Linked DNA regions of Mus musculus: regions 2, 3, 4, 5 and 6 are each linked to region 1. The links are chromatin contacts, called in public HiCAR-type, HiChIP or PLAC-seq and promoter capture Hi-C maps. All regions are on one chromosome and are shown on one strand. Each heading gives the region's core, a stretch centred on a gene start, on an enhancer-like site or on the middle of the called end of the contact. The rest is flanking DNA. Distances are from core to core; before and after follow the strand shown. Region 1 holds the start of Mrps14 (mitochondrial ribosomal protein S14). Region 2 overlaps Rabgap1l (RAB GTPase activating protein 1-like). Region 3 holds the start of Rabgap1l (RAB GTPase activating protein 1-like). Region 4 holds the start of Rc3h1 (RING CCCH (C3H) domains 1). Region 5 overlaps Rc3h1 (RING CCCH (C3H) domains 1). Region 6 has its middle 90 kb from the start of Mir1843b.

What was found. Promoter capture Hi-C pulls out the DNA fragments that hold promoters and counts their contacts. HiCAR-type assays count read pairs that join an accessible place to other places. HiChIP or PLAC-seq counts read pairs in DNA pulled down with a chosen protein or histone mark. Capture Hi-C pulls out chosen DNA fragments and counts their contacts.
Region 2: a HiCAR-type map of embryonic stem cells shows a contact between it and region 1, with 4 times the contacts expected there. The contact joins the enhancer-like site here to the promoter of Mrps14 in region 1. A contact is called at or near these places in 4 of 39 promoter capture datasets (the 3T3-L1 cell line, 3T3-L1-derived adipocytes, hippocampal neurons and 1 more), 3 of 484 Hi-C or Micro-C datasets (B cells, olfactory sensory neurons and pro-B cells) and 8 of 115 datasets of contacts at active chromatin or transcription factors (astrocytes, embryonic forebrain, embryonic stem cells and 3 more).
Region 3: a contact with region 1 is called in a promoter capture Hi-C map of adipose tissue, with 2.6 times the contacts expected there. The contact joins the promoter of Rabgap1l here to the promoter of Mrps14 in region 1. A contact is called at or near these places in 12 of 39 promoter capture datasets (the 3T3-L1 cell line, 3T3-L1-derived adipocytes, cranial neural crest and 7 more), 1 of 484 Hi-C or Micro-C datasets (CD8 T cells), 3 of 115 datasets of contacts at active chromatin or transcription factors (astrocytes, pro-B cells and stem cell-derived neural progenitor cells) and 2 of 9 other capture datasets (adipose tissue and liver).
Region 4: a promoter capture Hi-C map of pre-B cells shows a contact between it and region 1. The contact joins the promoter of Rc3h1 here to the promoter of Mrps14 in region 1. A contact is called at or near these places in 4 of 39 promoter capture datasets (the C10 cell line, liver and pre-B cells), 3 of 484 Hi-C or Micro-C datasets (CD4 T cells, regulatory T cells and uterus), 5 of 115 datasets of contacts at active chromatin or transcription factors (astrocytes, bone marrow-derived macrophages, embryonic stem cells and 1 more) and 1 of 9 other capture datasets (liver).
Region 5: an H3K4me3 HiChIP or PLAC-seq map of bone marrow-derived macrophages shows a contact between it and region 1, with 2.7 times the contacts expected there. The contact joins the enhancer-like site here to the promoter of Mrps14 in region 1. A contact is called at or near these places in 6 of 39 promoter capture datasets (the 3T3-L1 cell line, the C10 cell line, embryonic stem cells and 2 more), 3 of 484 Hi-C or Micro-C datasets (pre-hematopoietic stem cells, regulatory T cells and uterus), 4 of 115 datasets of contacts at active chromatin or transcription factors (astrocytes, bone marrow-derived macrophages, pro-B cells and 1 more) and 1 of 9 other capture datasets (liver).
Region 6: a contact with region 1 is called in an H3K4me3 HiChIP or PLAC-seq map of embryonic stem cells, with 5 times the contacts expected there. The contact joins the enhancer-like site here to the promoter of Mrps14 in region 1. A contact is called at or near these places in 3 of 39 promoter capture datasets (all in embryonic stem cells) and 10 of 115 datasets of contacts at active chromatin or transcription factors (astrocytes, embryonic limb bud, embryonic stem cells and 1 more).

The regions. Positions count from the first base shown.
Region 1 is chr1:160,193,760-160,196,575 of GRCm38.p6, forward strand. Mrps14 (mitochondrial ribosomal protein S14) reads left to right here and starts at 1,456. Exons shown (of 3, transcript NM_025474.4): 1 at 1,456-1,552. The coding sequence starts at 1,508.
Region 2 is chr1:160,733,401-160,736,268 of GRCm38.p6, forward strand. It overlaps Rabgap1l (RAB GTPase activating protein 1-like), which reads right to left. Exons shown (of 21, transcript NM_013862.5): 4 at 2,148-2,358; 5 at 129-303. Among named protein-coding and RNA genes, the nearest start is that of Gm37083, 57 kb to the right of the region's middle. Within about 2 kb of position 1,396, at least 7 of the 459 cell types and tissues checked have an H3K27ac peak or open chromatin away from gene starts, as enhancers often do. A contact at or near this core is called in embryonic stem cells, where this site is marked.
Region 3 is chr1:160,791,354-160,794,224 of GRCm38.p6, forward strand. Rabgap1l (RAB GTPase activating protein 1-like) reads right to left here and starts at 1,585. Exons shown (of 21, transcript NM_013862.5): 1 at 1,383-1,585. Gm37083 (a long non-coding RNA gene) reads left to right here and starts at 542. Exons shown (of 3, transcript XR_003948752.1): 1 at 542-960.
Region 4 is chr1:160,905,022-160,907,870 of GRCm38.p6, forward strand. It overlaps Rc3h1 (RING CCCH (C3H) domains 1), which reads left to right and starts at 1,390. Exons shown (of 20, transcript NM_001024952.2): 1 at 1,390-1,678.
Region 5 is chr1:160,924,120-160,926,819 of GRCm38.p6, forward strand. The region is part of intron 1 of Rc3h1 (RING CCCH (C3H) domains 1); the gene reads left to right. Among named protein-coding and RNA genes, the nearest start is that of Rc3h1, 19 kb to the left of the region's middle. Within about 2 kb of position 1,377, at least 10 of the 459 cell types and tissues checked have an H3K27ac peak or open chromatin away from gene starts, as enhancers often do. A contact at or near this core is called in bone marrow-derived macrophages, where this site is marked.
Region 6 is chr1:159,428,802-159,431,774 of GRCm38.p6, forward strand. No RefSeq gene overlaps it. Among named protein-coding and RNA genes, the nearest start is that of Mir1843b, 90 kb to the left of the region's middle. Within about 2 kb of position 1,355, at least 1 of the 459 cell types and tissues checked has an H3K27ac peak or open chromatin away from gene starts, as enhancers often do. A contact at or near this core is called in embryonic stem cells, where this site is marked.

The DNA of each region.
Region 1 (2,816 bases), core at 206-2,705:
TATTTATTATATGTAAGTACACTGTTGCTGTCTTCAGACACTCCAGAAGAGGGCGTAAGATCTCCTTACGGATGGTTGTGAGCCACTGAGTGATTGTTGGGATTTGAACTCAGGACCTCTGGAAGAGCAGCCGGTGCTCTTAACTGCTGAGCCATCCCTCCAGCCCTAAAACTCATTTCTTTTTTGTTTTGTTTTGTTGTTTTTTTGAGACAGGGTTTCTCTGTATAGCCCTGGCTGTCCTGAAACTCACTTTGTAGACCAGGCTGTCCTCGAACTCAGAAATCCACCTGCCTCTGCCTCCCGAGTGCTGGAATTAAAGGCGAGTGCCACCACGCCCGGCCCTAAAACTCATTTCTTACTCTATAGCCTATAAACATATCTTTCTGACTTTCAAGCCCCTTCCAGAAGTTTGGCTTTCTGAAATTGTAACACATTAGTGAAACTTTTCCTGTTTTTAATTGAAAAGAAATATTTTTATACAGCATATTTCCCCTCCCTCATCTCCTCCAAGATCTTCCCACTTCCCTTCCTATCTAACTCCCGATGAAAACAAACAGGCATCTTAAAACAACAGAAACATAATAAAAGAGTTTGCCGTGTACCCATATCTTGAGATGACTGTAGATGATGCCCAATTATGTTGTGTGTGGCGTGGGGGTGAGTGGGAATGAGTTTTAACCAGGGTTTGATGCTGCTTGCTGGTCTAGGACTTTTTAGATCTTAGTATGATGGCAGGGACTCCTGGTTGTCTTATCCTGCCAAATGGTTTCAGTCAGAGTTTCCCTAGCCCATTAGAAATGTTCACTAACTTGTAACGCTTAAAGAAAAAAACTCTCCTTCTTCCTGGGAGCTTCCTGTGTAAAGAGCCCAATGGGCTGTTCCTCACTGCACCCATCAACACATCTAGGAGACAGGCTAGGAAGATGGCAGGAAAGTGCCCTGTACTAAAGGGAAAACAGCAGGCACATGCACACACACCACTACCGCCGTCCAACCCACAGAGACAAAAACGTAAAACCTATACAACCTTAATACAGATATGATATAATATAATAAAATAAATATAATATATATAATATAATACATATTTAAACCCTTGGCGTGCAAGCAGAAACTCTATCAGGGCCACTACCATCTTCTTTACAGCAGAAATGTGACCAGTGCCAGTTCTGCAGGATGAGTGACAAATGCTGCCAAGCTTCCGCCGGGTGGCGCCAACGCGCAGAACACAGGCGCAGGCTGGGCGGGGCTGGGACAGAGGAACAGCAAGGGCCAGGAGAGATCGCGCAGGCTCACTATTCTCCTACTGCCTAAGTGGGCGGTCCGCATGGATGATTTGCTTATCTATGAAATAACGCGAGAGTTATTTCAAATCCCGCACCTACCCTCTCCCTCTCTATAGGCTAAATCCTGCCCTGGACCCGCCCTTTGGGGCATAAGCCCCGCCTCCACAGAACCTGTTTCCGGTGTTGTACTGCGGCGGTGGTTGGCTGGCTGGGCAGACAACATGGCGGCGTCCGTGCTAGGCTCGCTGCTGCGGACCTTCCGGCAGGTCAGGCCCCTGCCTTTCTCGCCAGCCTACCCCTTCCCTGATTTCCGTGTCCTGTGGGTCCCTCGTAACCCTGTCACCTGTAATGCGCACGGAGGACCGATCCCAAGGCTCCTATCTGCTTTCCCGTCCTGGCTAGGTTAGGAGAGCCCAGAGCAGCAGTCGAGGGCTTGGTATTCAGGTGTGATCCGTCATGTGAAAGCTGCGAGAATGACTCCGGGTTATAAGGAGCCGAGTGTGAGTGGAGAAGAGAGGGGAGAGTCGGATGATTGAGACCTCAGAGGCTCCGATTATGCAAAGAGACTGTAGGGAACTAGCTGTCAGCCAGTGGTGGCTTGGAAGCAGGTGGTGACAATTTCGAATGGGGAGCAGGCCATTCCGCTAAAGCAGAATTAGTTAAAGGAAGGGCCGAGAATTGGCTGTAGAGTTAAGGAGTGGGAGTGTTATGATGCGGATAGAAACTGGAACGAGCAGCAAAGGACGTTGGAGAAGTCTTGGATAGTTTTGTTGGGGAGGGGTGTCAACTAGAGGGAGACCTGGGTGGACCTGGGTTGTTTTTTCTTTACTGTGACATTGCGTCATATCTGTATATTAGAGTGGGGGAACACTGATATAAAGAATAGGGAAGAATCGCTGGAGATCTGCCTTTTTTTTGCAGGCAAGAGGTGATATAGTCTGTGTATGAATTTTGATTTTAGGAATGTGGTTAAGTCATGAATAGCAGTTTCGTCCAGTAGAATTGTAATGCAAACCACAAGGATAATTTAAATATTTTCTAATATTTATATTGAAGTTTAAAAAGGAGGTGCGGTTAATTTTGATAGATATTTTTAGTCAGGTCTATCCTTATCCTAACAAGTCAAAATTAGAATGACTTATGTGACATTTGCATTCTTCTGTTGGAAGCAGGTTTCAAAGTCTGTGTATCTGACACTTAAAATATATATATATCGCAGTTGGGATGCTAACTTTTGCAGTTGGACCAAAACCAAACTTTTAAGCGAGTTAATACCAAGAATTATGTCCCCACTTGTACTGCTTACAGTTCCAGTGCGTATTAGCTGTATCCATGGTTCATGGCCACTGTAATGGACAGAGGTGTCATATAACCAATGAGAGGGGTGTAGAGTGTAGTACAAATACTGCCGAGGGGGCACAGGTATGGTAGTGGGAGTTTGGAAATTCTCTCCAGATTGCTTCTAATTTTATAACTAAGGGTACTGAAGTCATCAGAACCTGAGGGTGTGGGAGAAGGTAACAGTGACTT
Region 2 (2,868 bases), core at 146-2,645, 540 kb after region 1:
CAAATATTAACATGGTCTCTAAAGTATCCAAGTTTACATACTGTCTTTCTATGACAGGAAAATCAAAAGTTCAAAAATATTATCCTAATTCAATCCTGTAGAAAATTGCTGCATTGTATGATACTTACTGCCTCTTTAATTTCACAGGAGAAAACATGTATCTGAAATTCTTCTGAGCCATGAGAACTCTCTGTAAATGCAAAGCAATTGCTCTCGGCTGTCCCATCATGCCCACGTGCACAGAAAAGCACTTTATAAATTGGAAAAGATGCTATCTCCACATTGCTTGACTGGTCTATGATTCTGCAGTAATTTAAAAAAAGACATAAAATATCAACTATCAAAGAACAAATCATGCCAATATATGATAACATAATGTAACTACCTTCAAATCACAAAACAGTTATTAATACAAGTAAACAAATTATTTTCATGCTATGAAAAATCTAACATATACATATATATATATACATATACTATATACACAAAATCATTTTACTTTAACAATTTCTTCATTCTTGTGTTTCCTAGGAGCCAACTCATATGCTATTCAAAGTCAACTATATATATATATATAGTTGACAGCAAGGTAAGAGTAAGATTGTTAAGAAAAAATTGTTTCAGTGGAAGAGAGAATGGGCTAGACAAGCATGAGAAGGACAGATGAAAATGTGTATCTATAAATACACACACACACACACATATATATATGTATGTATATATATATATATATATATATATATATATATATATATATATACACACACACATACACATCAAATTGTCAAAGAATTTTTTTCTTGTTTTTGTTTGACTAGTTAGTTTGTTTTTTGAGATAAGATCTATTAGGTAGTAATTGCTGCCCTAAAACTCATTTTGTAGAGCAGGCTGTCCTTAAACTCGGAGATACAAACTGTCTCTGCCTGAGATGAGAGCTATTACCACACCCCACACCCAGAAAAGAATTAAAAAAAAAAAAAAAAAAAAGCATTTTTCAGATCTCTGGAAATAAAGACATGTGATTGGAAAAAAAAGAGAGAGAGAAAATGAGCAGCACTGATCAGTCCTAGAAAGTCCATTTCTTTCTCATTCCTTTCTTTCCCCATGTGTGTCAGCAAGTATTTGTTATGTGGGGTCTGTACTTGCAGATGTTTGTGTGTGCAAGTGTAAATGCACGTTCATGTACATGTACATGGAGAGGTCAATCTCAGTTACCAATCCTTAAGAGCATTCCATCTTGTTTTCTTTGTTGTTTCGATTTTCCTACCTGGAGTGAGTGGCAGCCAGCAAGCCCCATCAATCCTGTCTGATTCTGTCCCTCACCACTGGGGTCACAGGCATGTAGACACACTGGAATTTTTTTTCTAGTGGTAGTGACTCAAACTTGGGTCCTGTTTTGTACAATAAGAGTTCTTGCTCACCTTGTTGTTTGAGACAAAGTGTCTCACTGGGACTCGTGGCTGGGACTGAGGCAAACAGCACCCAGGGATCTGCCTGTCTCTGCCTCTCATTTTGAAGGTTTGGGAGACAAAGGAAAGTGCTTGCTTTACAAGTTAGAGGGCACAGTAAGACCTCTAGAATCCACAGAAAAGAAAAGAATCTGGGTGTGGTAGCCTGTGCTTGCAATACCAGTGTTCGGGAGGTCAACAGGTGGCTCCTGAAACCCTCACAAGTAGGCCAGCAAGCCAGCCTAGCAAACCTGGCAAATTCCAGGCCAGTAAGGGACTGTGACTCAAAAATTTTTTTAATTTAAATTTTTAAAAGGTAGACAGCACCTAAAGAATGCCACCAGTGGATGTCCTCTGCCTCCAAACATCTACATGTCCTCACACACATTCCACACAACTCATATTTTAACACAGTGTGTTCCTAAGACACTAAGGACATCTTTATCAAAACTTTGTAAATTTACACCGCAATTAGTCAGTACTTTGTACTTAACTTACTATCCTAATAGTTTTGAAAATACCTTCTCCAAACAAGAACAAGTTCTAAGCCTAAATGTAATTTTTAATTGGTACTATAAGTCTAGAGAGTATAAGTGAACTCATAGTTAACCTACATCTGATTTATGAAACCCCATACAGAATGCATGAGTAACTCAGAATAGTGAGTCAGACGTTAAGAAAAAGAAAGTTAAGACTTACCTCACAGATCCTTCTGGAACATTGGGCACATACAGAGTAACAGCAAAGGGGTACTGACTGGAAGCTCTCATGGTGGCCATGGCCCGTAAAGCCTCCACTTCACTGCGTGGGGAAGAAACCTTCATACATCCTAAGTATGTCAGCTTGTTAAAGAGAACACTGTCTTCTTCAGGAAATCTGCTTGGAGAAGATGGTCTGGGTGTGGAAATTTCTGGGGGAAAAAAAGAAAGAAAACAATCAAGTCAGTAGTACACACTCCATAAACACAAGAGTCGTTTACTCATTTCCCTTATTGCTGGCTCACTAGCTTGTGTGAACTACTAAGTGTTCTAATGAATTTGTTTTTCTTTCAATTAATTTTTATGATTGTTTCACCCAATTTTACCACTCTGTATAATGAACACTTTGGAGGAATACATACATAATTCAATTTGCAACATGTTTTAAAAGCTCATTACTGTTATAGAATATCTAAAAATATATTATTTAAGTCATTAACTATATTTAATATAATATAGGTAAATATCAAGATTTAAATTATTTTAATATTATTATTACATACATATATGTTGTTATGCATTTCAGTCAGCTTAGTAAGAAATATGAAGCAATAAGCAAGGTCCAGGAGTAAAAGCTTGCATTGGTGAGGAGCAAGCATTATGCACAGGGAACCTTACTGACATTTATGTTACTAGGTTTCTAAAAATGAGGAGAGGACTTT
Region 3 (2,871 bases), core at 335-2,834, 600 kb after region 1:
TAGTAACATATACTATATTAAATTCATCTAGCCTTTCTCCTTTCAACCTCAGTGTCAGTTTCATATAGAGAACACAACTAAGACAATGAATCACAGGCCAATTTCCCTTTCCAGGCAGCTTGTAAACTAGTATTTTCCACGAATAGAATCCACTTCCAATTTGACTACAAACTTCATGTCTGTACCTCCTGATCACGATTACTGGACATTCTACAGAAGTGCAGCGGCTGCCAAATGTAAACACTACTACAAGAAAAGTCTTAAGGTTTTCAGGAAATTGTGTTCTCTGAATTGTGACAGTCAACTATCTACCTCTTCTCATACACAAGAAAATTTAGATGCATTAAAATCATCTAAACTGTCCATTGGAAAAAAAAATGCATGCTTTGACATCTGTTTCCAAACAGCACTAAGCAGGTCAAGCAAGCCCTTACCATTAAAGGTTAGCGGTTCATTTAATTTGCATACCATCGGTTCTGAAAAAACGATCGCCTAAATTCGAGTCTTTTTCTGATATAACCAACTCTGAGAAGTCCAAAAAGAATATATAAGCACCTGAACGAAACTGTCTTGAGACCACAAATGAACTTCTCAGTTCAGCCTTCCTTGCTCCTGGCCACCTCCCCAATGGCCAGTGGCCCCTTTCCACATGCTGACGCACTGCCCAGCCCTGCACCGTTGGCGATCCGAGCAAAGTACCAGCTCGGTCTCAGAAACTTTGACTCAGTTATCAGGACACGGAGGACAACATGCGCGTGGGTGTGGATGAGTGTCTGTCGGGGCCCACGCGGTCAACTTTGAAGCGGGGCATTCCTGGCAGGTAGAGATCTGCCCAAAAAACAGCCTATCCCAGACAGCAAAACCACAAGCATCGCCAGCAGGAACGGAGCAAAGTGCGCGGGGCGGAGGAAAGGGAAGAGCGAGGGAAGGACACGGGATCCAACCGACGCTTTCAAGTGGGTAAGAAAATAAACCTGTCCACACGCCCCCCCGGACTCGGGGTTGCTGGGACTGCGAGCCCAGCAGCAGCCACATCCCGGCCACCGCCGGCGGGGGCGGCGGCAATGTCAGGAGGGCACACTTGGAGGCGGCGGCCGCCCAAGCCACCACCCGGCCCCAGGTGAGGGGCGCCAACCCCGCCTCCCGCCCGGCCGCCCCACCGCGACGAGCCAGCCACACGGAGAACCCGGGTGTCCCGGAGGCGGCCGACGGTGCTGAGCCCGCCGGATGCCTTCCGCCCCGCTCCAGCATCCCGGTCCCGGGCCGGGCCTCGCACCCCGACCCTCTCTGAACCAGCCGGGTCCACCTCAAAACCCCCCGGAGCGCGGCTCCCAGCCGTCAGGCCGCCCTCGAGCCCCCCTCGAAGGCCGCTTTCACCTCACCTCACGTCTCCGCGGCCGTGCCGGAACAACAACTCTGTCAGACGCCCGAGTCCCACCCGCCGCCCAGAGCTCTGCGGCCGGGCCCGTCCCGTTCACTCCGCCGCGGCCGAAGCCCAGGGAGGGCGGAGGGAACGGGGCGGAGGGAGCGGGCTGGGGAGGGGAGAGGACCGCACGGCAGGAAGAGGCGAGGGAGGGGGCGGACTGAGGAGGAGGCGGTCGGCGGGAGCGCGCGCGCCCGGCCCCTCGGCGCGGCGTGCGCGCTCCCGAGGGCGGAGGTGCCTTCTCTGCCTAAGTCGGCGGCGCGCGCGCGCGTCCACAGGCTCGCTTGACTCGGCTTGGCCCCCCCAACCCTGAAAGCGCGGAGTACAAACCTGAGCAGAGGGCAGAGGGCGAGCTAGGAGAGCGGAGGCACGCGAGGACCTCCTCCAGCACGCGTGCTGGTGCCTGGCAATCATCCCCAGCACTGACTGAGTTCTAAGTCCCTTTTGGGGAGATTCTTTCTTAACAAACCTGTTTTACATATTTCCATTCCGTGAGGCCAGTAAGTCACCTCGGAGGACTAACTTTTCCACCGGGACTCTTTGTCCTTTGAAGGTGCTTGGAGGCATCCCCCTTCATTGATTCTTCCAGACTCAGACTACATAGGAAAGCGCTAACCCAACGGTAAAGGCATCCCGGGTCTCACCTTTTAGCCTTTCAGAGAGTAGATTTTGGAGGACAGATAAACTAAAGTATTTACTTTCTGCCACAAATATTGTACTAATTTTTGAACTGTGAATTTTTTCCTTTCTAGATCAAGCAGCCAGAAAAGACCTGTACATTCCTTGAATCTCATAAGAACTTTTTTTCTCAGGTTTATGGCACAAATATGTGTACCCTTAATCTGTGAAATATTTTAGAGATTCTAGAGGGACCTGTTCACCCATTTCTGTGCCTTTCATGATGAATCCTACCTGGCTTATAGAAAGTATCCGTTCAGTAAATATTACTGTTTGAATTGAATGTGTCCAGAGATTGGACCTCTAGAGTAGCTTCTTGAGTTGAAAGTTCTCTTTTCTTATAACACTTCAATTGGTCTGTCATTATTGTCCACCCAGATCCAAAAGCTACCCTGTAACATTTGTCAAAGGACCTTCAAACCCAAGTTTCTTTTCTCCTTTTTCTTAATGTTAATGCCTACAGATGCTGTGTCATAGCAAAAGTGTTCCAACTCATTCGGGTTTCCCCTCCGTGTTAGGTCCTTCCCAGAAGGTATTTTTGTTAAGCTCTGTACCCTGAGTAGACCTCCTAACCAGAACCTGACTCAATGCTTTAAGTTTGATACCTAATAAAGTTAGGATCTAATTAACACAAATCATCTGTTGACTTCCACGTTTGCAGAGTCTCATTGTAAATATACGAGAAGTAGATACTGAGCCAGGCTCTATGAGAAAATCAGCACACGAAAAGGCCATACATAGCATTTGCCTTCAGGTATCTTCTAAACAAA
Region 4 (2,849 bases), core at 140-2,639, 710 kb after region 1:
TAAAAAAATTAAAAATGAGGTGAGAGACGAGCCCGTGAACGTGCTCCAGGCCACCCTGGTCTCAAAGCAAGAGCCTGTCTCAAGAACCAAAGCCTGGCCAGGTATGGCTAGGTGGCCATACCTATAATCTGAGCTCTCAGGGAGCAGAGGTTCAGAACTTCCAGGTCAGTCCAGGCTCCAGGATTTTCTGTTCCGGGAATAAAACAAACCCAGCCAAACCAAAACAACAACAAACAAACAATCAAACACCCACGGGGAAAAAAAAGAAACCAAAACAAAGCCCAAACAAGCCCAACAGCCACCCAGTAATTGTTTCTTGTGAGATGTGGAAGTAATTTGTTTGTTTGTTTTAAATCGATGTTGGTGAGTTTACAGTGAAGAAAGGACAGTCTGGGCATGGGGCCCATGCCTTTAATTCCTTCACTTGGAAGACAGAGACAGATGGAACTCTTGTGAGTTCAAAGCCAGCCTGGTCTACAGAAGAATTTCTAGGATAGCCAAGGGTATATAATAGAGAGACCCTGTCTCAAAAACAGAACAAAAAAAAAAAAAAAAAAAAAAAAAGAAAGGACAGAACAACAAATTCTCTGCTTTCACAGACAAAGCAGGAAGCAGAAGGAGAGCGGGGAGCATTTTATGGTGTTGACTTGAGGACAGTTTTAATGTGAAAATTAGAATATAAATTTAATACTATATAGTATTAGAATTCCGTTTCTTTCGGTTCTCCAGAATTTGGCTAAACCGAATTATGTCGAAGATGTGTGCACACACACCCCACAACACAGGGTACTGGAAAGGGGTGGGATGCAAAACAGATACAAGAGGAAGAGTCCAGAGCTTAAGAGAAACGCCATCATACACACACACACAGACACAGACACACACACACAGACACACACACAGACACACACACACAGACACACACACACACACACACACACACACACACACACACACACACACACACACAAGCGCGAGTGAGGCTGGGGAGAGGTAGCATATAAGAAAAAAGATGCTAGAGTCGAGGAAGAGTCCAGACCTCAGAAAGTGACAAGCTCAGAGGCAGCGCGAGACTCCATAGGAGTGAGCTTACGGGAACCGCCTGGCCTCTTGCCTGCCAGCACCAAAGGCACTGTGGCCACAGGCCAGGCGGGTGGCCCGGGAGGAGGTGGGACAAGTTTCTCCACTCGGGGCGCGACAGCGCTCGAGACACGGGCGGGGCGCGTCGCCCGCTCCCGACAGGGCGTTGGGGCCGGTGACTCAGAGCTTTCCTCCCGGCCCCGCCCTCAGACGACCACGCCCCACCTCGTTAGCCACGCCCCGCCCCGTTGGCCACGCCCCATGAGGAGGAGCCTCGCCTTCATCTCCGCCCCAGTCTCGGGGCGGGCCGGAGTCTGAGGAAGAGGAAGGGGACGAGGACAACGAGCGACGGGCGGCGGAGGACGCGGAGGAGGAAGGGGAGGCCGACCAACAAGATGGCCCCTGCTGCAGGAGCAGCCTCAGCAGCAGCAGGTGGGGGGCTGGAGGCGGCGCTGGCGGTGGCGGCTACGGCCGTGGTCCGGCGGCCTGGGACAGAGTCAGAGTCGATGGTGGCAGCGGCGGCGGCGGCGGCTGCCGCGACGGTGGCGACGGCCGCAGGGACTCGGAGCTGAGAGGAGCTGCTGCTCGGACCAGAGCGGTGAGCAAGTGGCGGTCGGCAGTGTGGGGAGCGGGGCGGCCGCGGCCGAGAACAATAGGCAGCGACTGCGGGGATGGGGCTGTCCTCACCCGCCCTGCGCTCGGGACCGGCCCCAGGGCTTGTCAGTGGCCGGCGTCCTTTAGGCCTCAGGCCTCCGCGTGCCTCCCGGAGGGCCTGCCGGGGTAGGTAGGCCGAGGGGCGGTGCGGACGCCGCCCTGGACGCCGGGAAGGCTGGGGAGGCTGGGGCGGGAGCGGGGGGTTGGGGGGGTCCGAGGCTGACTGGTTCCGAGGTCCCTCGGAGGACAGCGGGCGGGCGGTGAGTTTGCTCGCAGGAAATGTTGTTTGGACCCCTGTCTGTGCGGTGGGGGAGGGAGTAGGCGCCTGTAAACAGCCGCCGCTCCTGCCTAGCTGCCAGGCGTGGCTGCTCCCTCCCCAGCCCCCTTCCTCCCTTGGCCAAGTGGGTTTTAGGGTGTCGGTTTCCCAGGAGTTCCTGGAGATAAACCCTATTGGCCAAGACGAAACCATGTGCAGGTGCCTTTTTCAAAAAGACTATAAGTGTACAACAACAAAAACACACAAAATGTGGTTGTTGGTAAAGGATGGAGTAGTAAGGGGTGGACCTTTCCTAACAAGGTTCTAAACATCAGGTCTCTGTAAACACCACGGTACTCACATCCCAGGTCCGAGGGAGCTAGCCGAAACAAGGGCTCTTTTTGAAGCAGCAATAATGTAACTCTTGACATCCCAGAATAGTCCGTGAAACTGGAAACAAAGCCACTTATTGGCAGCACGGAGACAGATTGTTAAGGTTTGAGCGGAACTTTTCTAACTAGCCATTTTGAATTGTGTACAGCAGAGGCGATATCATTAACCTCTTTGGTATCTGCTGGAAGCACTTAGGACAGAGAAGTGGTTCATCTGTCTCCCTTAGGAGTTCATGTGTCTGTCTCATATTCTAATCATTTTTTTTCCAGTTTGTCCCAAAATTTGGAGAAGATTCTTTTTTCTCTGTTTGAAATTTCATATTTAAAGCCTACTTTCTAAGATTTCCAATACTTTTAGCCTGCCGTTATGCTTGCCTGTGAATCCTAGCACTCAGGAGGCTGAGGCAGAGTATCCTGATTTGACAAGACTTGTATCAAAAAACTAATTCAGCCAACAAAATGCCAGA
Region 5 (2,700 bases), core at 127-2,626, 730 kb after region 1:
CTCTAATGTGGTCCCTTTATGCTGGTTGCCATAGAAATATTCCAGAGAAGTGGCAAACTAGGTTAAGGTCAAGAATAATGATTCTTAAGAAGTTACCATGTGGGATAGAATGAGAAGTGATCCAAGAATATTTTTCTTTACATATAATAAAGTTTTGTTTGATTTGATAGTTTTCTCAAAGGCAGCCTAAACCTAACCTAAACTAGAACCTTTGTTTTAGTCCAGTTCAACAGTTAATTAGCCATTGGCTGAAAAATGCTGCTTGCCATCAAAGGTTTATTATCTATAAACAGGTATACTTCTGTCAGGAGAAGAACTTGCTTATAGCAGATACAGTGAATTGTAGTTCCTGTTTTCTCTGAATTAGGGACAAATAAAATAAACCTGTAATTTTATGGTAAGAGATGGTTGTGATATACTTAACATTTCACAGCAGTATAATTTAATGGTTCAGTACAGCTATTGCTGTGCTCATAGAAAAACTGACCAGTGGACATTTTAAAATTATAAATAAACATTTGAGAAACAAAGCTATAAAAAGACAGGCCTTTAATGATTTTAGCAGATTTATTGATTGAAATTTTACAGAAAATATAGTTCACTTAAGTATAGAATTCACCTACTTTAATTTATAGAGCTATGCAACTGTCAGAATTATCTGGTTTTAGATTTCCTGTCACTTAACAAACATTTCCTAATATCAACCACTATTAACTACATAATAGGTTTAAAAGTAACAGCTTAGGAGTTTGGTCTCCTTGAGATATAGTCCTGCCATTTGCTTTGATTACCTCTTTGTTTGAAGCCTTTTAAATTTTAAAATTGGGTAATAACTGTATTACAGCATTGATGACATTTCATCACAATCCCTAATCCTTAGGGGATACTTTTCAAGACCTCCAACAGATACCTTAGATCATAGGTAGAGCAGAGTACACAGTCTTTCCTATGTGGTTCATGCCCTGACCCCTCTTTTACATAACTCATTTTGTACCTTAGTGCCATTTATTGAGAGGTTACTCAACACAAATGAGTACATAATGAGTTCTAGGCCAGTGAGGGCTACATAGGTCAGACAGACCCTGTGTTTTAACATCAAGAGTTTATAATCTATACATAGCTATAATGATGCCTCAGAAGAAGAACTAATTTAGAACAGGTATTTCATCAATTTTAAGTTTGATCTTCCTCTGAATTAGGGATCTGACAACCAAGGTGGCTGTTAAAGTTAGCATATGCAGTATAAATCAGCAGTGGCTCAAAATATATTGAACAAGAATTCCAGAAATAAGTCATAAATTTTAAATTATACTCTATTCTGAGTAACATGATAAAGTCTTGTGCCGTCTGGGAGATGAGTCATCCCTTTGTCCGAGAATCAGGATGTTATTTTAATAATTGTTTTTCATGTGTTTACTGTTGCTTAGCCCAAGTAGAAGAATGTTTATCACATTCATTAAACCATATATCCCATGGTGTGTGTGTGTGTTAAACATGATGTAAACTACAATATTTGATAAGTTTGAATATTTGAAAATGAAGTTAGAGAAAGAAACTTAAAAGAATGAAGTAGAAATTCTTGGATCAGTTTCTACCATTAAGTCAAACTTCTCCAAAGACATGTGTGCTTTGTAGTTTATCATTCCTGAAATACAATATTTAAGAGTGACTTAAAGAGGTTTTTTTTTGCCGGGCGTGGTGGCGCACGCCTTTAATCCCAGCACTCAGGAGGAAGAGGCAGGCGGATTTCTGAGTTCGAGGCCAGACTGGTCTACAAAGTGAGTTCCAGGACAGCCAGGGCTATACAGAGAAACCATGTCTCGAAAAACCAAAAAAAAAAAAAAAAAAAAAAAAGAGTTTTTTTTTTTTTTTTAAATTATCCTTAAATTTAATTAGGGAGAGGGAATACAAGTGGATATAGCTTATGAGTACGGGTACATGTGCATTTGAGCTTTGAGGCCACAGGAGGACTTAAGGTAGCCTGCTCTATCACTTGCTGCCTTATTATTTGAGGTAGGGTCTCTTGTTGAGCCTGGAGGGTTACCAGCAAGCACTATCTATTCTCTGTCTCCACTTTATTTATGTGTGAGTATATATATAAGCACACATGTGTAGAGTTGCCCAGAGAGGCCAGAAGAGGATGTCAGGTCCCTTAAATTGGAATTACTGGTTGTTGTGAGCCTCCCTACTTGAGTACTGAGAATCAAATTCAGATCCTCTGGAAGAGCAGCAATAGCTCTTAACTACTGAACTATCTTCCAGGCACACCCTCAGAGCTTTTTGATTTATGTAATCCAGTATCTATTTTTATTTTTGTTTCCTGAACGTTTTAGGGTGTTTATAAACAACAACAAAAAACAAGCCTATTTCAACATCCTGACATGTCTCCTCTGTGCTTTCCTCTGGCAGTTTCAGATCTTACATAAGTCCAGAATACATTTTTACTTGGTTTTTGTAACTGATGAGAAAGAGGGATATATTTTCATTCTTCATGTGGATGTTCAGTTGTCTCAGCACCATTTGTTGAAAAGATTGTCCTTTCTTCCAGTGGTATTTTTAACATGTTTGTCAGAAGTCAATTGGCTGTAGATTGATGAAATCCTTCCACTCTTTACAACATGAGCAAATACCCTGAGTTTAGGTCTTGTGTTATTTGATCTTTAATTATTTAGAGTGACCACTCTCTTTTTAAATTAAAAA
Region 6 (2,973 bases), core at 105-2,604, 770 kb before region 1:
GTAAGTACACTGTAGCTGTCTTCAGACACTCCAGAAGAGGGAGTCAGATATCGTTATGGATGGTTGTAAGCCACCATGTGGTTGCTGGGATTTGAACTCCGGACCTTCGGAAGAGCAGTCGGGTGCTCTTACCCATTGAGCCATCTCACCAGTCCTGTGTCTGCCATTTTCAATTTCAGAGTCTGTTGACTGTAATCTTGCTGCTTATATGTATGTGTGCTTATATCCGATCCCTGGCATCCAGCTTCCTGGACAGAAATAAATCTGTACAATTGGGAATATTTTGCAAATGTCCCAGAGTTGGTGAACACAAGAGTCCTGATGTCTCCATATGCTGTACAGTGATGGCCTTCAGCATCCTCTTCATATGGTAGCTTTGGAAACTACCAGCATGTGATTGCCATCTGTAAACAAGGACTTGCCTCTGGGAAATAGTGGGAAGAACAGTTAAGTCATTTTTCTCTGAACATGGAATGAGATAAATTTCGAGATGTTGTTCTCTATTTTTATGTGATTGGGCCAATGAGTTATATAAATAATTAAGATGTAACAGTTTAATACACAGGAATGTGATTGTAATGATCAACTTCAGTATCACTCTAGTATCACACTCAGCAAATGTCGTACTGCTGTGTCAGGACTGCTCTTTGTAAGGTTCTTGAGGCACAAGTAGAAAACACAGTGGCAAATTCCACAGGTTCCTTTCACTAGGGCTTCACAGAAAGAGACCTTCTAGTGACTGGCCTATTTTTATTGAGAAAAAAATTGTTCTATTTTTGCTGTGGTTACTGTTCTTATGGATTGCATTCGTATTTAAACCATTTTGATTGCCAGAGTACCTCTATTCTTGGCAAATTCTGTAGTTTATTACAGGCGTCTAAAATATTTTGAACACAACTCTGTATTTCTTTAATTAGCATCAGAGAGGGCTTCTAGTCCCAAAGTTATCCTATGAAGAAGAGTTTCTTAGAATGAAGAGCAGCAGGCAGAACAATGATCAAATGATCATCGTTCATTTTTCATTCTCTGTAGTGTTGAGTCTTCCAAACACAACAGTCATTGTAGCTAAAAAAAAAAAAGAAAAGAAAAGAAAAGAAAAGAAAAATCCTCTTCTAGATGCTGTTTTTTCCTGTTGCATTATGTTGCAAAAGTTTTCCCTTAGTCTATTTTGTCTCTTAATTTCATTTCTGTTCCTTTTTGATTAGAGAAGTTTAAAATTTTCATGTAATTGTCCTCTCTAATTTATGTAATTGTGGTGGTTTGAATAAGAATGACCCCCCACTGGCTCCAGTATTTGAATCCTTGGTCCCTCTGACTCCAGTTCCTGGAAGTGTTAGGAAGGACTAGGAGGTGTGTTATCATTGAAGGTGAGCTTTAAGGTTTCAAAAGCCCACACCATTGTCAGTTGCCACACACCCTCTCTCTGTCTCTCTCTGTCCCTCTCTCTCTCTCTCTCACTCTCTGTCTGCCTGTCTCTCTCTGTGTGTGTCTCTCTGTCTCTGACTTGCTGTTTCTCTTTCTCTCTCTGCCTCCTACTTGTCCATAGGAATGTAAACTCTCAGCTACTGCTCTAGCACCATGCTTGCCTGCCTGTTGCCATGCTGTCATGATTGTCATAGATTCTTGCCCTCTGGAACTGTAAGGCCAAATAAACCCTTTCTTCTATAAGTTGCTTTGGTAATGATGACTTATCACAGCAATTTAAAAGTTACTAAAACAGCAATGTTCTAGATTTGTAGACAAAGAATAATATAAAATCTTTATAATCTCACCACTAGCTTTACAAAATCTTAACATCCTGCCATATCTAATTACTTCCTCTATCTTTTCTTTTTATTAGGGGGTTTTAGTTTTACCCATTTAAAAGCCAATCAAAGAAGGTTCTGATGGTAAACTTCAATTGCATTTGCTAAGATAGTTTTTAAATGTCTGTGTTCACTATTGCTTCTTGTGGTCTGCATCTTCCTAGTGGTTTTATTTTCTTCTAAAGTACATTTTTGCTTCCCTTCATTTCTCCTCATCCTCTCTCTCTTCTTCTCCCTTTATTTCCTCCTCCTCCTCCTCTTCCTCCTCCTTTTCTTACTGCATAGACCACGCTGGCTGGAACTCACTATGTGGAACAGGCTGGACTCAAACTATCTGAGATCTACCTGCCACTTTCTCCTCAGTGCTTGTATTCTTGATAGTGCTTTTACTGACGGTCTGTGGATGTGAAATTCACTTAGCATATTTAAATAACTTAAAGTATCTTATTTCCTTAAATAAAAGCTCTGGCATACAGCTAGCTACCTATACTCTATTCTTGTTCTTAGAAGCATAATTAGAGTACTTATTTTATTTGAGAAGGGCATATATTCAGCAAAAAGACCCCAGATCAATAGTAGCACTCCAGACAGGACCGTGGCTTAGCTATGAGAGTCATACTTCTGTCCCTTTCCTTCTTTCATTGAATATAGAAACTTTCATGAGAAAATGAGAGAGGAGCTATAGGCTGAGGAACGGAGAAGAGAATAGAGAGGGTCAGTCCTCAGGTGTGATGATGCATATTAATATTAAGCTACCACATCTAAACCACTGGCTATATGAAAGTGACTCCTCTGCCTGTCTCATCCTAGGCTCTGTGGCTAGGACTCCTACACTAGCAGCAGACTCTCTGGGTGTTGATTTTTCTCCCACAGCTTGAGGTGATGTTTGTTGTCCTTTGTTATTGGTGGATGAAAGTCTATTGGTTCTACCATCTTGTAGAGGATATTCTTTAGTGTCAATTTGAGTGGTTTTGTTTTATTTATCTTGCTAGGTACTTGGAATACATTTTTTTTCATTTAAGGATCTTCAGGCCTTTATCTTATATTAGAAAAGGTTCACCAATTTTCTCTTTAAATAGTGATTCTCTGCCATTCTTTTAAATCCAAATTTTTCTGAAATTAAATAAATGTTAAAGGATTAGATGAAAAAAATAGATGTTTTCTTTTT